Regions from separate parts of the Mus musculus genome. Here all the other regions are linked to region 1. The links are chromatin contacts, called in public Hi-C, HiChIP or PLAC-seq and Micro-C maps. All regions are on one chromosome and are shown on one strand. The core of a region is the stretch at or near the end of the contact, and the rest is flanking DNA. Distances in the headings are between cores, read along the strand shown.

Region 1 (2,700 bases), core at 26-2,525:
TCGCTCAACAAAGCCTAGGCACTCAGGTCGAAATCAAACTGCCCGGCTGGAAGATACTCAAGAGAGATTTTTGGAGGCAACCCGATTCCACTTCTCAGGGGCGCGACCTGGGCAATCTCAGCCACCTTGGATGTTCCAAGGCAGGCGTCTAGGGAGGATCAACCAGGCTCACCACCACACATTCGCCATCACCCCGAACTGCGCTCCTCACCCGGTCCCTGTTCGTCCTCCAACCCGTTCCCACGTCCAGTGTTGCTCCAGACTAGCGGAGAAAAGGCGCCCCCTTGGCTGCTTTCTGCCCCTACTAAAGGACGGCATTGGGGTGACAGGGCAGGGAAAATGCGCGGGGTGGGATTCGTTCTTGTCACCCGGCGTGTGCGACTGACAGTGCGCTGGTTCTCTTCTCCTCTATATCTCCCTCTGGCACCTAATCGCCCAGTAGCTGATAAAACCTCGAACCCATGCCAAACCCCAGCGCCCACCAGCCAGGAGGCTCCCTTCCCGCCCCGCATCACGATCAGATGAGTGTGCGCATGAGGGCGAGTGTGCGAAGGCGAATGTGTGAGTGGAAGGGTGAGTGTACGTGAACCCCGCACCCCCTCGGTTGCCAGCCCATCGGATGCCGCCGCCTGCGCCCGACCAGGGCGACCACAATTATGAAGAGTGCAAAGAATAAATTACCTTTCGTAACCGCCGGTCCCTGAGATGGTCCCATCAGTTGCTCAACAACCTGCAACCCGGTGCAGTTTTCCACAATCCATCCATTGAGCCCCGGGGCACACACACACACAAAAAAAGAAGAAATAAAAAAAGAAGAAGAAAGAAAAAGAAAACAGAAAAAAGATGGACCTGTCCCACTGTAGACACCCCAGTCACACCAAGCAACGACTGATCAAACCGCAGAGACGACAGGAGGGTGGAGACCCCAGTCAAAGAAACAACAAAAAGTGTCTCTTTTCCTTTCTTCTTCTACACAGCCATGGAGAAAGGGGAAGCCGGGAAAGCCAATGCTAGTCTTCCTTTACGTTTCCTCGCTTCACACGCCCCAGGGGGGCAAAAGCGGAGCAAAGAGAAGGAGGGTTCAAATGTCTCTCTCAGGGCACAGTTGCACAACTTCGGAGTCAGGCTGTGTCTCTCGCTGCAGCCGGTGGACCCAAGCGGGAGCTATTAACATGCGGCAGTCATAACCAGAGCTGCTTTCCCTCCTCCTGCAGCCGCCGCCGCCGCCGCCGCCGCAAGAAAAGCAGCTGCTGAGGAGACCAAAAATCTTCCACCATCCCCCCCCCCGCAGCCGATCTTTATATCCAGTTCTCCCACCCCACCCCCCTTCTCTTTCTTTTTCTTCTTCTTCCTCGTCCTCCCCTTTCCGCCTCCGAGCGAGAGGGAGGGGATAGGTAGGGGCAGCGGCGAGGACCAGTAGTGGCTTCTCCGCCCAGTCCTCCTCGCCGTCCTCCTCCTGCTGCCCCCGAGGTGCTCCGGCAGCAGAGGGTCCGCTCTGCCGCCCGCAACCCGCTCCGAGAGCCCAGGCGCGAGCCGCGCAAACTCCTTGCCGGGTGCACGGCGTGGACGCGCGGGCAGAGCGGGCGCCGGGTCGCCGAGGGTTGCGTGCCTGCCGCGGGGGGCGAGCCCCGAGCTCCGGTGGTCGCCTATCAGCTCGCCGGCCAGGCCGGGTAGCTTCGGGCATGCGGGAGCTTCATCGCCCGGCCCGGGGTCTGAGCCGATGCCGTCACCGCCAACCTCCTCCTCGGCCGCCGGCTTCGGTCCTCTTTTTTTTTTTTTTTTAATTTTATTTAATTTTATTTTTTTCTCTTCTGGACTCCCCACCGGAGCCACTGAGGCTCGGGGCGCCCTCCAGACACGCACACGCTCTTCCCCTCGCGCGCACACACAGGGGCGAGCTCCTGCCCCAGCACACCGTGCAGCCCGCGCGCGCACACCCGGAGGGAGAAGACTGAGGCCAACGAAATAAATAAATAAATAAAAGAGAGAGCGAGAAGAAAGAAAGGGGAGGGGGGGGGGCGAGTCACAGGCGGTGGCGGCGGCAGCAGCAGCAGTAGCAGCTGCGGGAGCGGAGGCAGCGCGCAGTCCGCGAGATGCCAGCAGCGGCGGCGGCGGCAGCGGTGGCGGCGTCGCCCTCCTGGCCCGGCCGTGCCATCTGCATCCCCGCTCCTGGGAACTGGAGCGAGCGCTGCGGGCCGAGCGGGCGGAGGGGGCGGTCGCGCCCGCAGACAGGCAGCGTGAGCGCAGCGGCCAACGCAGCCGAGGCCCGAGTGAGCCTCTGGCGGGGTGACGGGGCGAGAGAGCTCCCAGGACCAGGGAGGGGGGCTCCAAGGCCGGGAAAGGGGCGGCCGGCAAAACCCGGATCTGGAGTCCGCGAGGGCTCCGCGGGCGCGGGCTCCACCTAGCCGCTCCGCAGAATCTTGGAGGTGGGAACCGTGGGGCGGCTAAGGGAGGCTTCCCTTGCAGGGTTTGTCAGACAAAGGGTATCTCTCTCCTGGATAGGAGCATCTCTCTCTCTCTCTCTCTCTCTCTCTCTCTCTCTCTCTCTCTCTCTCTCTCTCTCTCTCTCTCTCTCTTCTCTGCTCTCCATTTCCACTCATCTCTAGCCCCCCCCCCTCTCTCCACTCAATCTCTTCACTCTCCCTTCCTCCCTCCCGTTCTCCTCCTCCCCCACTCTTCTGCTCTAGGTGAATGAGGTAC
Region 2 (3,076 bases), core at 495-2,994, 320 kb after region 1:
GGTGTTGGAAATTGCCTGGATCCTTTGAAATGTCTGTGTATAACTTGGGCTTTATAATTTATTTGAGAGAGTAATTTATTATCAGTTTGCCTCCACAGCAGTTGTAATTATGAAATATGAAGAAGCAGCACAATATAGCACTGGTTAATGCAGCCTAGACCTTTTCTATGTTCTAGGCCCGCATAGGCTCACAAATGGCTTCTTTACTTGTTGCTGTAATCAACAGAGAACATTTCTACCCTACACAATTGCCCTCTGTGAACTCAGTCAGGTTTTGAAGCTGTGATGAATTGCCTTCCCCCTTTAACATTTGAAGATAATATACGTTTTCTGTGTATACGCCTCTCTCAATATCATAAGGAAATTGTTGACAGAAAGACCTATGAACATTAAAACTTATTGTACTTAAACTTTTTATATAATAGATTTTGAACAGATTTTTCCCCTTGTCCAACACTTCCCAGAACCTATCTACTTCTCTACTTACCAAACTTGCTATATATCCACACAGGATGTACACACACAGGATGTACACGATTTATAACATAGATGCTATATATCCACACAGGATGTAATTTTAATTTAGTGTTTATAATAGTAACAAAAATATCTTAAATTGTACTGTATAGACTGGATAATCTCTCAATCTTCCATTACATTTATTCATCTTTTGCAAAAGAATGTTAATTACAACCCTGCATTGCTATTTAGCATATTAAAAATAAGGAAAAAGCCATATTAATGACTAGAGCATTATAATATTTATAATGATTATCATAAATCATTTTTATTCGAATGATATTTCCCTACTTCAGTTTCTTAGACAAATTTTGGGTTTCCATTAAAATTCCCTTGACACATGGTACCAAGCCTCAACACCTCTTAAAGACCTTACTGGGCTTTCAAACTTAGTACTATTGAGAATATTCTTATATTACCAATTTCAGCTCCTAGCTCAAGGTAAAGTCTTGACCCCTCTTTCGACCTCAGCTTCTATGTGCTGGCCTTGAGTAAATACTTTCTAGACTATTTCTCCTCAGAGATGCTAATCTTAATCACCACTAATTTCTGAGCTCTGGTAACCCAGCATTAACTGTCTCAGTAAAGCAAAAAAAGTTTCACTTAAAAGTTCTAGTATCGGGGCTGGAGAGATGGCTCAGAGGTTAAGAGCACTGACTGCTCTTCCAAAGGTCCCGAGTTCAATTCCCAGCAACCACATGGTGGCTCACAACCATCTGTAATAAGATCTGACGCCCTCTTCTGGTGTGTCTGAAGACAGCTACAGTGTACTTACATATAATAAATAAATAAATAAATATTAAAAAAAAAAAAAAAAAGTTCTAGTATCCTTTTAGTCGTAGCTAATTCTTTAGCCTTTGATAACATGAAACACATATTCGGAAAGCTCAAACTATCAAGGAGCCCACTAGAGGCTTCACAAACCAAGCTTCCGGGATGGTTCACTGAGTGCTGACCATCCAACAACTTTTTCCAGCCAAAAGATCGCCAGCCTCTAGAATCCTCCCCAAAAGACATGGCACCAAAGTGGGTTTTGCCTGTGTGGATAGAGCAATGCACAGTGTCTTTGTTCCTCCCGGTTTGCTTAGCCTGCTCTCCTATCACACTTGGCACCTCCAGCCTAGAGCTGGCACTGCCTAGTTTGATTTTTCCTTCTACATTAATCCTCAAACAAGAAAATGCTCCCCAGACGTGTTCACAAACAAACAGGGCAGAGGAATTATTTCCACTGAGGTTCCCATTTCCCATGGGACTATAGCTTATGTCATATTGACATACAATTTGCTAGCCTTATAGTGAAAGTATGATAGAAAAAGTGAATCCTTTCTGATATTTAGATATGCATTTAGCAAGGTTTGCTGCATTTCGGGTGTTAGAAACTTGATCTAAAGTGAGGCAATGATGTAAACTCTTTGAGTTGGGTCATGGTAGGCCATGATCAGATCATTGAGTGTGCTATCTTAAGAGGGTACTGATCTAGTTCTCATGAAACCTCCATTTCTCTTTCATTTTTGTTGTTATAGAAGGGAAAGCCTAGACTGAGCTTATTAATTTTTGTTTCCACTGCCCATGCTTCTCTGCCGTGATTCTAACCGCTATGAGGTGAAAGGTTCAAAGATCACATGGTATTTCAATTTTCAGCTGCCTGAACTGTGAACTAAATCAACTCACCCTTTTAAGGTATCCAGGCACATGTCTTTTGTCACAGCAATGAAAGACACATGACTATGGTTGTGGTATCACAGCCCTGGGCAATACAGGGACCAGGGAATGAGGGCAATGGTAGACTAAGACACAGGATTCTTGTTTTACTTCAAGACTGAACAATTTTTACTTTTCCCATTGCTGTTTATACTGTTCATCTAGCGACTAAAGCTAGCCCTTCAAACAGAACCTGAGTACGCAGTCTCTTTGACCCCGGTATCTGTGTTCCTCCTTCCACACTACTCTGCCCTTATGTAACTGTTTTCCCAGGAAGACATTCTTCCTAGGCTTTATGTCACACTTGTAGTTTTCCACAGTCAAAGGGCCACATATTTGGGTTATGGCTTATACCTAACAAAGGAATTGTAGAACATCTGGCCCCCAATATTCCATCATCTATCTTTGACCGACATAGATTTTTAGAAACTTTTGCTTTCTATTCTGTCATTGGTTACATTTAAGAAATAGGGTTCTAAGAATTAGCATATTCTCAAAACACTTCTCTTAGGACAATGCCATTTGATTTATCCATTCATTTGTCTGTCTCTCTGTCTATCCGTCAGTACACTCACCCATACATCCATGCATCCATGCAAACATCCACCCAGCTATCTAACTATCTGTGGACCACCTATTTTATCTGTTGTCATCATCTGATTTCTGTGATGTTGTGAATTGAAACAAGTGCTTTTCACATGTACACATACATTTTGTTGCTAGGCAGTGCCCTAAGGCCCTCAAAGCTTATAATTTTCCTAATAATAAACTGTATGATTTTTGAGTATACTCAAAGGGGGTGTTAGGAGTTCAAGCTCAGGGTGGGATGTATAGCATGATCTTGTCTCAAAAGAAT
Region 3 (2,981 bases), core at 477-2,976, 340 kb before region 1:
ATGTCCTGAGAATACTTGATCTCTAAAATGATGGCTAATATTCATCAAAGAGAAAGCTAGAGAAATGGCTTCTATTCAAAATGACAAAGTCAGTTGGTCAAACTGAACAAGAGTTGTTTTCTCTCTCCCCCTCTCCTCTCCCCTCTCCCCATTCCCTCTCTCCCTCCTCCCCTCTCCCCTCTTCCTTCTCACTTATCACCTCTCACCTCTCACCTCTCCTCTACTTCCCAATTGGATTCTGTTTGTTTGTTGTTTTAAATAAGTATGTTACAGTTATTCCTATGGAAAATAAGACACATCAGGAAATCTGTTTCTGCACCTGGTCTAGAGCTGGAATGAGATTATAATGGAGACATAATTTGAATAGTTACATCTTGATGAATTAAAGGTCTGTCCTCCTCCAGAACACATGCTGTTTCTCAACAGCCTTCTTATGCCGTAGGACGAGGACTAGAATCCATCCAGCCTTTCAGATTATTTTAAAATAGCACTTTAAAATGATGACAGATGAACAGAACTGAGTTTTTCTGTCTGTCAGAGGTATTTAATATTTAACCATTACTCTCCAAAGCGGGGGGGGGGGGGGGGAGGGGGGCGGGGGGCGGGGGAGAGCATGCCTTATTAGCCATTGTGGCCAACATGAGTTATCTCATGAAATTTTTCTTAATTGCATAAATCCTATGAGTTACCAACTATGGGTTTAAAAACTGACAAAAGGCACAATACAGCATTGTCCCCTGGCTTCTCTGTCTGCTTTGTTCCACTCACATGATTAATGGGAGTGCTCTAGCTCAGCACCATGACGGACTCTTGGAGAATCAGGAAGTTAGGGAAGGTTTCCTCAATGCTGCCTGGTTAAAGTTGGGACTAACAGCACTGGAAAGGCTTCCTTTGCAGGCAATGAGTTCAGAAAGTGTTCTTGGCAATGTTGCTACTCGAATCTCATCCTGTGACTCAGTAGAGGGTGACTACAGATCAAAAGCAAAAAAAGGAACTGCCTCCTTGAGAACATAGCCATTATTAAAGAAAAGGGGGCATTCGGAGAGTATCGGGTGTCAGATTCTATTGTTCTAAATTACTTTTAGAATTTTATTTATGGTATTGTATTGTGGGCACCTCCATATATCACAACTCGAGAGCCGAGATCAGATGGCATCTCTGTTAAGCAGTTCTCTGTTACCTTTCTACATGGGTCAAACTCAGGTTACCAGGAGTCAGCTATCAAAATCAAGTCTCTCCATTTGTACATAAAGATCAATTTTTCTGCTAAGCCATTTTACCATCTCACAAAGTAATATTTTTGTTTTATATAATATATAGTATATATATATATGTGTGTGTGTGTGTGTATGTATATGACACTAGACAATATATATATATATATATATATATATATATATATATATATATATATATCATGATGAATAAATAGCCTGTCATTTCCTCTTCAGGTAGCAAGCTATATACCCTGACAAGAATGCAAACAAATAAGGTGCAGAGGTACAAATATTTTATTCTTGATTTTCATGTTTCCTACATTTTGAATCACACTTTCCTCCCCTTATGGCACTGGCAAGAAACAAAGTAACTCATAACAAATATGTCAACACTCTAAGTACAAAATATTATAAAGCATGAACATTTGTGCTGGGGATAGCGACTGCCAGTATGTGTCAGACTCAGGGACGATTAGCGAACAAGACCGAGCCAAATTCAGCCTAGTCATACTCAGTGGCATGGTGGGTGCAATCCAAGCTTTTATTTTTAAACTTTTCCATTTCCTAATTTTTATTTAACTATCCACCAAGGCCACAAACAAAAGCAGCTCCTACTGGCAGATGATGGACAACCGCATGAAGACATCCGACTCACCAGACAAAAATGAACAGGGATGGAAATACAATTCATAAGCACTGAGTCATCTCTCTGCAAATAAATCAGTTCATTGACTGCTCAGACAACAAAGGCTGGAACTCGATGGGGTGAGGGGGCGGCAAGGGTTGGGGATATTGGTGGTGTTGACAGCAATAATTAAGTAGCTACCCTATCTGAGTGCTTCCTCTGGGCCAAGCACAGTGCTAAGTGTATTATATAAACTCTCATTTATCCCATACATAGAACAATACGTGATGAAATTCATAATCCTCAAGTATGACTAAGCTCTCGTTCTGCACCAATACCTCTGCTAGGGATTATTCTCATTAATCCTCATTAAAATGATTTTACACACAATGTTCTCTTTTGCTTCTTAAGGCAATAGTTGTATAATCTCCCGTTTACCAATAGAGCAAAAAAGGAAAGTTCAAGTCCTAGGACCATTGTTCAGCAGTGTTTTGGAACATGAAAATGGATTTGGATACAATAGATATGTTCTTGGGAGGCTAGGAAGTGGTGCCGATTTCTGCCAGATGCTTAATAAGAACCTTCTTTAAAGTAAAGTGGGCCCATTGTAGGAATCCTCAGAGATTCTGAGAAAAACAACTGAGTAATCTCCAGGATATGTGCCCAGCTAATTTAAAGACAGGAAATATGAATGTAGATAAATGATAATGATAGATAGATAGATAGATAGATAGATAGATAGATAGATAGATAGATAGATAGTTAGATAGATACATAGATACATAGATACATAGATACAAAGATAGATACATAGATACAAAGATACATAGATGATAGATAGATAGATAGATAGATAGATAGATAGATAGATAGATAGATAGATAGATAGATAGATGGATAGAGAGATAGATGATAGATAGATAGATGGATAGATAGAAAGATGATAGATAAATGAGAAATGGATAAGTATAGCCAGATAGGAGAAGTTAGATGATAAGAAACAGTGAACTAGGGTAAGAAGTAGGTAGCTCTCTAAAAATGGGAAACAATCTCTTAAACTTTATCTCTTTAGTAAAAGACAGGGGGCTCAAAGGCAAAAACAATTATACATTAGTGTTTTACCAAATAGCAATTTCAAG
Region 4 (2,700 bases), core at 121-2,620, 320 kb before region 1:
TGCGTGTTGAGACCTTTAAAAACACATCAAAATAAAGCAGAGGCTATGTCATTACCATTCGGTTCTACTCTGTACTTGAGGCCGCTAAATGGCCTGGCTGCTCCCAGGAGGGCTCTCCCTCTGTCAGGCACCATCCTAACTGGGATCCAACCAAACAGCTGGATTTACACTGAAGCATTAACTAAGCATCTGCTGAATTCTTTTCAACACACACACACACACACACACACACACACACACACACACGAGTGCACATGTACACACACACACACACACACACACACACACAGAGCATGCTGCTGAAACAAGACTTACAAATGAGTGCCTGAAGACTCGTCTCTCACATTGACCCCTAGGGTCAATGATGTCAGAGAAACTATTTCTGAAAAGAACTCATGAGTGGGAGTGAACAACCAGGGCCCACAATAATGAGTAGCTCTTGAAGGTCACAGCTGTTGAGCAGCTAATTGTGACTTGAAAAGCTGAGTCCTGAGTTATTAATGATCTTGCTGATAAAGTTTTTTTTTCTCCCAGCTAGCCAGGCAAGCTATTATTCCAATTTTGAAGATAAGGAAAAAGTGTTCTTGTTACAGATGTGAGACTTCTGTTGGCCGAGTGCTGTCCTGCATAGCTGGCCCGCAGTGCCTTCCCCCTCCTGACAGTATAAACCAGTGACCCCCCATTTAAATTGATGTAGGCCTTCTAATTCCAAGATCACTCCTAAGGGAAGAGAATAGCCACCCCACTAAACATTAGTTTTGGCTTCTTGAATGTTATCTGTTATAAAACCGACCAAATGAAATCAAATACATAATTTACTCTAAGCCATAAAAGGATCTTTTCCATACTTTATATGTCTACAGTATGACAGAGAGAGAGACTCCATTATATACTGTAAAATTGAATTGTGGGAGATGAAAATAATATTTCCAGCAGACTAACAAAAGTGTCTTAGATGATAAAAGGAACTTCTTGTCTTTAAAGAGAAGTTCTTAGTGCAAAACAGTACAAACATGAAGAAACACAAAGCTATTAGTTGAAAATTAGAAGCACATAATACAAGGAAATTCTAGCAGATCAACCCCCCCCCCCCCCACTGCCCCACTACCACCACCACCACCCAGGTCTATCAGTTTGCTTGACCCTTTTGTATTTTCTCTTTTGATTTGCAGTTTCTTGCCAAATAGGAGTTAAATCTTAAGTTTTGGTTATGTATCTAGACATGGCCATTTATTTACACAGAGACTTAGTTCACAATGGATTCTTGCTGGCTGACTGAAATCAAGCCCTTTAATTACAGTGTCATTTAGACTGGAAGGCTGCTCCTGGTGCTCACCACAGCAAGCCACTAAGGTACTTGAATGAACCCCTGAGGCTGCCACAGTGTGATGCAAGGCTCTCGCCCTCCCTCCCCCTTTGTTAACCCAGGGGATTACTGAGTAGCTCCCCAAAAGCCCAGAAGCAAACAACTGAAGAGGAAACTGTAGCCTCTTACTCCAGTGTAAGTCAGACCAGGAGAACAACAGTACACTGCCTCTGGTAGCTGAGCACCTAATCATTTTACTGGTACTCAGGCTCAGGAAAAAATAGACATGCAGACAAACACTTGCTTTCTTTTCATGGGCAATACACCAATATAACCATGCCAATATTTTAAATGCTTCTTTATGCTTTCAGAGGCGGTGGCCTCTAAAGAATATTTGTTTACTTTAAACTAATAAATACACAATTTATCTCATAGGCTTAATTTCATAAATTATATATATACATATATATAATTTATGAATATATATATATATATATATATATATATATATATATATCCCTGTTTCAATTCAAAGGTTTTATAGCAATATACGCAAAAAAAAAAAGCCCCATGTATGCATATCCATGAGTGTTGTAAGGTCCTTAGTGCATTTAAGGGCTTTGTAATGTCATCAACATTAATTTATATATGCTGCCCGTAATAGAGAAATAGACTTCCATCACTCTGTTGAATGAGAGCCACTCTATAAAAATGATAATGTTTTCATCAAACCTCAATACTTTTTCGTTATCGACATTTATTGATGCTTTCAACCTAATATGCCCCTCACATGACTGGTAGTGTGGTATGCTGTATTTTCAATAGATTTTACTTAAGCAGGGTGGGGGTAATGCCTCAGTTATGTTGTATTGCCTTACTTTTAATTCCTTAGACCTGGGAAAATAACAAAAGGATGGATTTCTAGAAGGCAGAATCTGTCTTTGTTCAGTCTGTGATCACCCAAACATAGGCTGAGCTAGAGAACTACAGTAATATATATATATACACACACACATATATATTTATAAATATAATTTACCCACAGAGTGTAATTTGCAATTTGCTTTAAGAATAAACTCCATGTGTAAATGTTAGTTTGTTCTTTTTGTCTCTGTCTCTTTCTCCTATGTGTGTATGCATGGGGGCACATGTGTGTGTATATGTGTGGGTTTTGGTGACTAAGCACAGCATCTCCTACATTCTCACAAGTGTTTTATTACTGAGCTATATCCCAGCCGTATGGTAAATTGTTTCCTTATGAACCTAGAAAGACCCCCAGGGAACAACGACCTGCGAGACAGCAATGGACATGCATATGACGACATTTTTACTACCTTTCTCCACCTACATTCTTACCCTTGGGACAACTTCTGACCACGTGAAATTTCTTTCTT
Region 5 (3,030 bases), core at 226-2,725, 340 kb after region 1:
TGTGCTAAAGGCAGATACAAGAGTAAAGAAGATTGATTCAGAAAACGAGCCCAGTGTTTAAGAAGCATGAAATGAAAAACAATATATATTTTGCTGTTATGATGTCTTAAAGCACAATATATTTTATTTTGGTGATCCTGGCAACACATAATTTTCCTTGCAAACTTATGTCGGCATTGCTTTATACTTGCTCATGGTGCAAGCTGGAGAAGCTCAGAATTGACATCAGGAATAAACACGAATCTAACCTCTAATTTCACACTCTGAACTTCCATTTTATCAAATATAAACAATGATAAAGTGATAAAAAAGAGGATTCTATATAATAGGAGCCAGATAATTATAAAGTAAAATATAAATTTGCTTATGGGGTATGTAGTCACTGTCGCATTGTCATGTGGAAAATGTCACCAGGACATAGTGACTTCTAGAATAGCCATATATACATGAGGAGAGCCTGTCTTAAAATAACACCAACAAATGAAAAACACCAATTCATTATGAATATTTACAATAGGAAAAACTTGTAAAACTTTTGCATCCTTTGAGACATAATTTTATTTATTTGCAATTCTATGGATCTACCTGTATTGGCAAATAATTAATCAATGATAATACATGAGATTGAACTTATAAATTACCATCAAACTTCTGTCTGTCTATATGTCACAAATAAAATTAAAGTATTTTAGTCACAACATTATTCCACAGTTTCTTCTTTAATTACCAATTCTGAAAATGATTTTTGAAACATAAAAATGAAAAGGGAGTGATATCTTTTATGAGATAAATGTTCCGTTGAGCCTTTAGTGGTTTCTATATCTCCGGAAGTAATTTCAAAGACAGTAAACATAAGCTTGTGTTCTAACCTGTGTAAATGTACAAAAGTTATGTTCTAACCAGAATGGGCTTTATTTTAGTGTCTCAATTTTCTACCTATCTTTTCTTCTAGGGGGACCATATTTTGAATATGTATTTAAACATAAATATTTTAACACATACAGAAAACATTCAGTAACTTAAGGATCAATACTATAAATATAGTCCAAAGGTATATTGTGTAGCATTTTCCTGTAAGTTGAAACAACCTCTTCTGGAGGGTGGAGAGAGCACCATGAGACTTAGGAATTAAACAGGATCACAAGTTTGAGAAAGCAGAAATAACAGTGTTCAAAAGCCTCTTCCCAAGTCTACAAATCAGCAAGGAATTGCTGGAGAGAGATACGCAGACCAGCCAAGCTGTTGAAAGATAATTGTGAACCAAACCTCTGGAGCTGCCTGAAATTCCCAGCAGGAAAGCAGCTTTTATGGGATCTGAATCTTGCTGTGGTGGGCTATTTGATGATATGGCTGCCTTGGAATCCTTCTTACTCCTGTGAGTAATTTCTCATCCATGCTCTTGTAAATAACATCCGTAAACTCACTGATTCACCAAGTTGTACTTTGATAGAGTCATCAGACTGGTCTGTGAGTGGTCGCTGATCTGGGGCAAATGCACGTTTGCTAAGTCTTTTCTGGAAACACACAAGGAGTCAACAGTAGTCACAAAGCTGTGTGAATGTCAACACGGCTGAGTCAGGCTTTGACTAGAGGCAAGCTGCTGCTCACAAGTGCAAAGACTATGGGATCGGAACAGTGCCCACATAGAGTGAGATGCCTTGGGATCTGAAGAGTGCCCACATGGAGTAAGATGCCTTATTCTTCTCTTCTGCTTCCCCGTTTCTCACATATCTACCATGAACTCTCAGACTTGTGATGAATCTCTGCTTACTCATATGGCCCTGCCATGCCAAAGACATATTAGCAAGACATAACAGAACTCTTTTAATTGGACAAAGATTAAAGGACCTATAAGAATACAATGGATTATGACTAAATACCTATCAATAGTGGTCACTGTTTTGCTGACATTAACTGACTCACTGAAGCAGAAACCCACGCAGCACAGTAACTTATTGTGAGGTTCTAAGAATGTGGGAGGCCAGCTTTTTACTCAGGACCTCGTCATAGCCTTGTCTGGGCCTTGTCCTTCATGTTTCCATTCTTTCAGTGTCCTGACAACAGGTTCCACAAGTATAAAAATGACCTTCATGCTGAGAGAGAATGGGGCCATCATTTGAGACCACATGTGTTCTCTCCACATCTGTACTTCACAACATAGCCTTTTGTTTCTGCACAGAACTTGCAAAAATGTAGTTATATATTCTTGTGCTTTCTTTGTTTTTGTTTATGTTCCTTATTTTAAAACAAGAATTCAGATCAGCGACCATGTTAGTCTGGTTCGTTTGTTCCTTCCTAAGCTATTAAACACACACAAGCCACAAACACACACACGTGAACACGCCCATGCACAGGCACACACTTCAGAGTTAGATGCTCTACAACTTTTTCTTCTTCCCTCTCTTCTTCTCCATTTTAAATGTAGAAAGGTAAATTATATTTCTTCTACCCAATTTTTACCAAAATGGTGTTACATCTAACTTATGCCTAGTTTGTTTGTTTGATTTTTGAGGCAGGTTTACATGTAGCCTACATTGTCCTCAAAGTCACCATGTAGCTCCGGCTGGCCTTGAACTGCCCCTCCTGCTTCCACCTGCAAAATTCTGAGATTGCAGGAATTTAACATCACACTCAGATCACTTTTTTTTCTTTATTAGATATTTTCTTTATTTGCATTTCAATGTTATCCCCTTTCCTAGTTTTCCCTCTGAAAATCCCCTATACCCTCCCTCCTCCCCCTGCTACCCAACCCACTCATTCCTGGTCCTGGCATACCCCTATACTGGGGCATAGAGTCTTCACAAGACCAAAGGCCTCTCCTCCCATTAATGACCTACTAGGCCATCCTCTGCTACTTTTATAGATAGAGCCACAAATTCCACCATGTGTTTTCTTTGATTGGTAGTATAGTTCTAAGGAGCTCTGGGGGTACTGGTTAGTTCATATTGATGTTCTTTCTATGGGGTTTCAGTTCCCTTCATCTTCCTGGGTATTTCTCTGGCTCCTTCATTGGGGACCTTGTAATCACTT
Region 6 (3,014 bases), core at 135-2,634, 460 kb before region 1:
ATCAGAGAATAAGCTGCTAAATGTTTAATGATTAATTTGCATCAAATAGTTACTTAGCAACCATCGCCAATATAAAATTAGATCTGATTTTCTGTGAAGCCTACAGTCTTACTAAATGGTGCAGAGACAGAGGAATACTAGTCACTGTCAAAATGTTAACTCTAAAAAACACATTCACATACAGCGTTTTATGAATTTGAATTAGAAATTACACCACATTTAAAAATAGCTTGGCATTAAAATTTTCATGTTTCAGTTTTTACATATAAGCTAGATATCATAATGAGAATAATTAAAGAAAATTTTCATTAATAATACTCGTGTTCTGGAAACTTCAAATTTTGTTACATAAATAATCATTTGAATAGTCACTACAGCGCTGAGGTAATCACTTGCATTGAGAAATCATTTTTCTAAGCCAACAGATCAATTGAAATATTTATAGTAAACAGTGAGATTCTTCATCCATAATATTCATGAATATTCATAATTTTCATGGGGGTAAGTCCTGCTTCCTCCAAGCTAGTTAGAGAAAGAAGGAAGGAAGAAAGAGTGGAAAGGAGAAAGGAGGGAAGGAAGGAGTTTGTCATACTTCTGATAGGATAATGCTAATTAATCTTGGAAGTTCAACCCTTTTAGAATTAATAATAAATGAACGTTTAGGTGATTGACACTTAGTGGTGCTCAATCTACAGCCTGAGGATAAAGATTAAACACCATAAAAATTATCATCTCATAACTCAAGGGACAGCATCTAGTGGAAGTGATATATATATCAAGAACTCATGAAAACTGTATTAGATTCAGTGCTAGTAAAAAAAAAATGTGGGCAATGCTGATCAATGAGCAAAGAAATGCCCTCAAGACATGGACTAACAAGTTTCTCATTCTTCATTTATCATTTGTTCTTAACAGAGTGCCACATGACATCCATGGCAGAGCTGCTGTTCATAATTCATGTGTTCCATGCTTCGTATTTCAATCCACTGAATGTAAATATCAGCGAGGATACAGCACAATGAGGCATTCTGGGTTTGTCTTCCTAGCACGGGTCATGGTATTCTTTTTTCGGCATCATCCTTTCCCTTGAAGGTAAGTTGCTTAGCTTGGGTACACAGCTATTAACAGATCCAGAGAGACACAACTCTGCCGAACCAAACTCCTCCTAGATTATAATATAAATAGCCAGCTATGGTTTTATTAGTTTTTCCAAGATGGAAAAGAAAGAAAGCCTTCCTGTCAAAATAAACCTATTTCACATTTCACCTCCAACAACTGTGACTATGATCTCACTTGTGAAATTTCCTGTTATCTTGAGTAAACAACAGTAAATGAACTGTGTAGGAGATAAGAACAGGACGGAAGAAAAGGAGTGGAGGAAAACCAGCCTAAAGGAAAACAGCTGAGTTCAGAGGGCACTGAGAGATTTATTCCTCCTTCGCTCTGTAATTCCATTAGGCTTTTGTTTTGCTTTGTTTGAAGAAAACTTTTGGCATGTCTGAACTCTCCCTGCTAACTGAGCACCGAACTCATTTCAAGCAGATCTACATCCTAGAACTGACAAAGTTTTCCTACAGAAATTTGGATGCATGTCCTAAGGTTTCCAAGAAGCAAATGGTTAGACTGCAGTGATTTACAATGTTGGGCACATCAAAGAAAACTGAACACCCACCATCCCTAAAAATGCTCATTTGCTGTCTTCTTTTCAGGCAATTTGAACTAAATTTATGAGAAAGGCCATGATGCTCAGGATCCAACCATATGCACAGAAGGATTGCACTTTCATAATATTGAGAAAGTTGAATTTTTGATATTGCCATATGTCATCATTAATTGCCTTAATTATAGGCCATACTGAAGGCAAATGAGGACCAAAATACCAGGCAGTCACATTAAGGCCATTTTGTATTCTGAAACTTCTCTGAGAGAAACTGAATTAAAATGAGGTACTGTGTACAATGCCAAATTTCAATAAGAGAGAATATGTTTTCATCTTTTACACTTTTGAAAGTAAGCCTTAATCTCCCTTACAGGTTGACTGACAGCAAGAAATAAGAGACCTCAGCTGGCAACAGAGTCAGCGGGTTCTATCCGAAAGACCGGAATTTCACTACTTAGTGATTTAAAGCTATGCTTACCCTAAAATGATCATTAAAAGATAGGCTTGAATTGGTCAGTTACTACACTACACTGGTAGAACATACCGACTAGGTCTACAGACCCATTTAAAGAGGGGTTCAGTCAGTACTTATTGATAGAAATAAGTGAGGGTGGCTGGCGGACTGTGAGGATACCTAGATGCATTGAGAACACAGACACATTTGGGAACATTCAAAACCTGTAAAGGGGGGGATTACTAACTGTGGGGGAAATGGGGCTGACTGTAAATCTCATTATACTGAGAGCTCTGAGCACAGGAGGAAAGAAAACTATGAGCAGTATCCAGAGACTCTACAAAGCTAAGATTGTTTATTTTTATTTTTATTTTTATTTTTTTTTTAGTAGCAAGCAGTGCCAGCAGTCAAGGCCACAGGGAGTGTGGATCAGGCCAGTTCAGAGAATAAAGACAAGCAGAAGCCAAGCAAGTTGAGGGGAAATTTGGGAAATGTGCCTAACTTATCTTAGCTATTTCTCTGAGGTTAAAGATCCGGTAGGGAAAAGCTGGCTTAGGAGTGAAACCACAAAGAATTTTCCACTAGCACAATCTCAGGGAGGTTCAGGGCAGAACTCAAAAGTCCACTGATAGCCTTAAGCTAAAAAAAAAGAAAAAAAAAAAAAAGACTAGTTTGTGATATTATACCATGGTAAAGGAGTTCGTGATGCATGGGGCTGCCCATATTGCGGGAATAGCTTGGCAGCATTATGGAATTCCACGTGACTGAGTGGGATGGCCCCAACTCCCTGAAGACTGTAAATAGTCTGATTTCAGCTAGCATGTCACAGGATACTTAAGAGTTCACATACATGAAGCTTTGTGTGGCGTGACCTTTGCTATGCAAAGCACTTTACATGCA

What was found. A called contact is a pair of places that touch in the nucleus more often than the background predicts. HiChIP or PLAC-seq counts read pairs in DNA pulled down with a chosen protein or histone mark.
Region 2: a contact with region 1 is called in a Hi-C map of olfactory sensory neurons, with 2.1 times the contacts expected there. The contact joins the enhancer-like site here to the promoter of Adgrl3 in region 1. A contact is called at or near these places in 1 of 39 promoter capture datasets (hippocampal neurons), 1 of 484 Hi-C or Micro-C datasets (olfactory sensory neurons) and 1 of 9 other capture datasets (pancreatic islet).
Region 3: a contact with region 1 is called in a Micro-C map of muscle stem cells, with 15 times the contacts expected there. The contact joins the enhancer-like site here to the promoter of Adgrl3 in region 1. A contact is called at or near these places in 4 of 39 promoter capture datasets (the 3T3-L1 cell line, hippocampal neurons and neutrophils), 11 of 484 Hi-C or Micro-C datasets (the C2C12 cell line, the C3H10T1/2 cell line, embryonic fibroblasts and 6 more) and 13 of 115 datasets of contacts at active chromatin or transcription factors (the NIH/3T3 cell line, astrocytes, craniofacial prominence and 8 more).
Region 4: a Hi-C map of olfactory sensory neurons shows a contact between it and region 1, with 4 times the contacts expected there. The contact joins the enhancer-like site here to the promoter of Adgrl3 in region 1. A contact is called at or near these places in 3 of 39 promoter capture datasets (the 3T3-L1 cell line and neutrophils), 6 of 484 Hi-C or Micro-C datasets (the C2C12 cell line, embryonic stem cells, myocytes and 3 more) and 12 of 115 datasets of contacts at active chromatin or transcription factors (the NIH/3T3 cell line, astrocytes, craniofacial prominence and 7 more).
Region 5: an HNF4G HiChIP or PLAC-seq map of pancreatic cancer cells shows a contact between it and region 1. The contact joins the enhancer-like site here to the promoter of Adgrl3 in region 1. A contact is called at or near these places in 4 of 39 promoter capture datasets (the 3T3-L1 cell line, the SN4741 cell line, maxillary cranial neural crest and 1 more), 1 of 484 Hi-C or Micro-C datasets (cortical neurons) and 4 of 115 datasets of contacts at active chromatin or transcription factors (the NIH/3T3 cell line, a colorectal cancer cell line, embryonic fibroblasts and 1 more).
Region 6: a contact with region 1 is called in a FOXA1 HiChIP or PLAC-seq map of pancreatic cancer cells. The contact joins the enhancer-like site here to the promoter of Adgrl3 in region 1. A contact is called at or near these places in 5 of 39 promoter capture datasets (the 3T3-L1 cell line, frontonasal cranial neural crest, hippocampal neurons and 1 more), 1 of 484 Hi-C or Micro-C datasets (uterus), 9 of 115 datasets of contacts at active chromatin or transcription factors (astrocytes, embryonic forebrain, embryonic hindbrain and 6 more) and 1 of 9 other capture datasets (pancreatic islet).

Annotation. Positions count from the first base shown.
Region 1 is chr5:81,019,327-81,022,026 of GRCm38.p6, reverse strand. It overlaps Adgrl3 (adhesion G protein-coupled receptor L3), which reads right to left and starts at 1,275. Exons shown (of 27, transcript NM_001359828.1): 1 at 682-1,275.
Region 2 is chr5:80,701,434-80,704,509 of GRCm38.p6, reverse strand. No RefSeq gene overlaps it. Among named protein-coding and RNA genes, the nearest start is that of Gm22974, 190 kb to the left of the region's middle. Within about 2 kb of position 1,744, at least 1 of the 459 cell types and tissues checked has an H3K27ac peak or open chromatin away from gene starts, as enhancers often do. A contact at or near this core is called in olfactory sensory neurons, where this site is marked.
Region 3 is chr5:81,363,291-81,366,271 of GRCm38.p6, reverse strand. The region is part of intron 5 of Adgrl3 (adhesion G protein-coupled receptor L3); the gene reads right to left. Among named protein-coding and RNA genes, the nearest start is that of Adgrl3, 340 kb to the right of the region's middle. Within about 2 kb of position 1,726, at least 45 of the 459 cell types and tissues checked have an H3K27ac peak or open chromatin away from gene starts, as enhancers often do. A contact at or near this core is called in the C2C12 cell line, the C3H10T1/2 cell line, the NIH/3T3 cell line and 5 more, where this site is marked.
Region 4 is chr5:81,343,216-81,345,915 of GRCm38.p6, reverse strand. All of the region lies in intron 5 of Adgrl3 (adhesion G protein-coupled receptor L3), which reads right to left. Among named protein-coding and RNA genes, the nearest start is that of Adgrl3, 320 kb to the right of the region's middle. Within about 2 kb of position 1,370, at least 20 of the 459 cell types and tissues checked have an H3K27ac peak or open chromatin away from gene starts, as enhancers often do. A contact at or near this core is called in olfactory sensory neurons, where this site is marked.
Region 5 is chr5:80,682,541-80,685,570 of GRCm38.p6, reverse strand. No RefSeq gene overlaps it. Among named protein-coding and RNA genes, the nearest start is that of Gm22974, 210 kb to the left of the region's middle. Within about 2 kb of position 1,475, at least 27 of the 459 cell types and tissues checked have an H3K27ac peak or open chromatin away from gene starts, as enhancers often do. A contact at or near this core is called in the NIH/3T3 cell line, the SN4741 cell line, a colorectal cancer cell line and 2 more, where this site is marked.
Region 6 is chr5:81,474,506-81,477,519 of GRCm38.p6, reverse strand. The region is part of intron 7 of Adgrl3 (adhesion G protein-coupled receptor L3); the gene reads right to left. Among named protein-coding and RNA genes, the nearest start is that of Adgrl3, 460 kb to the right of the region's middle. Within about 2 kb of position 1,384, at least 17 of the 459 cell types and tissues checked have an H3K27ac peak or open chromatin away from gene starts, as enhancers often do. A contact at or near this core is called in pancreatic cancer cells, where this site is marked.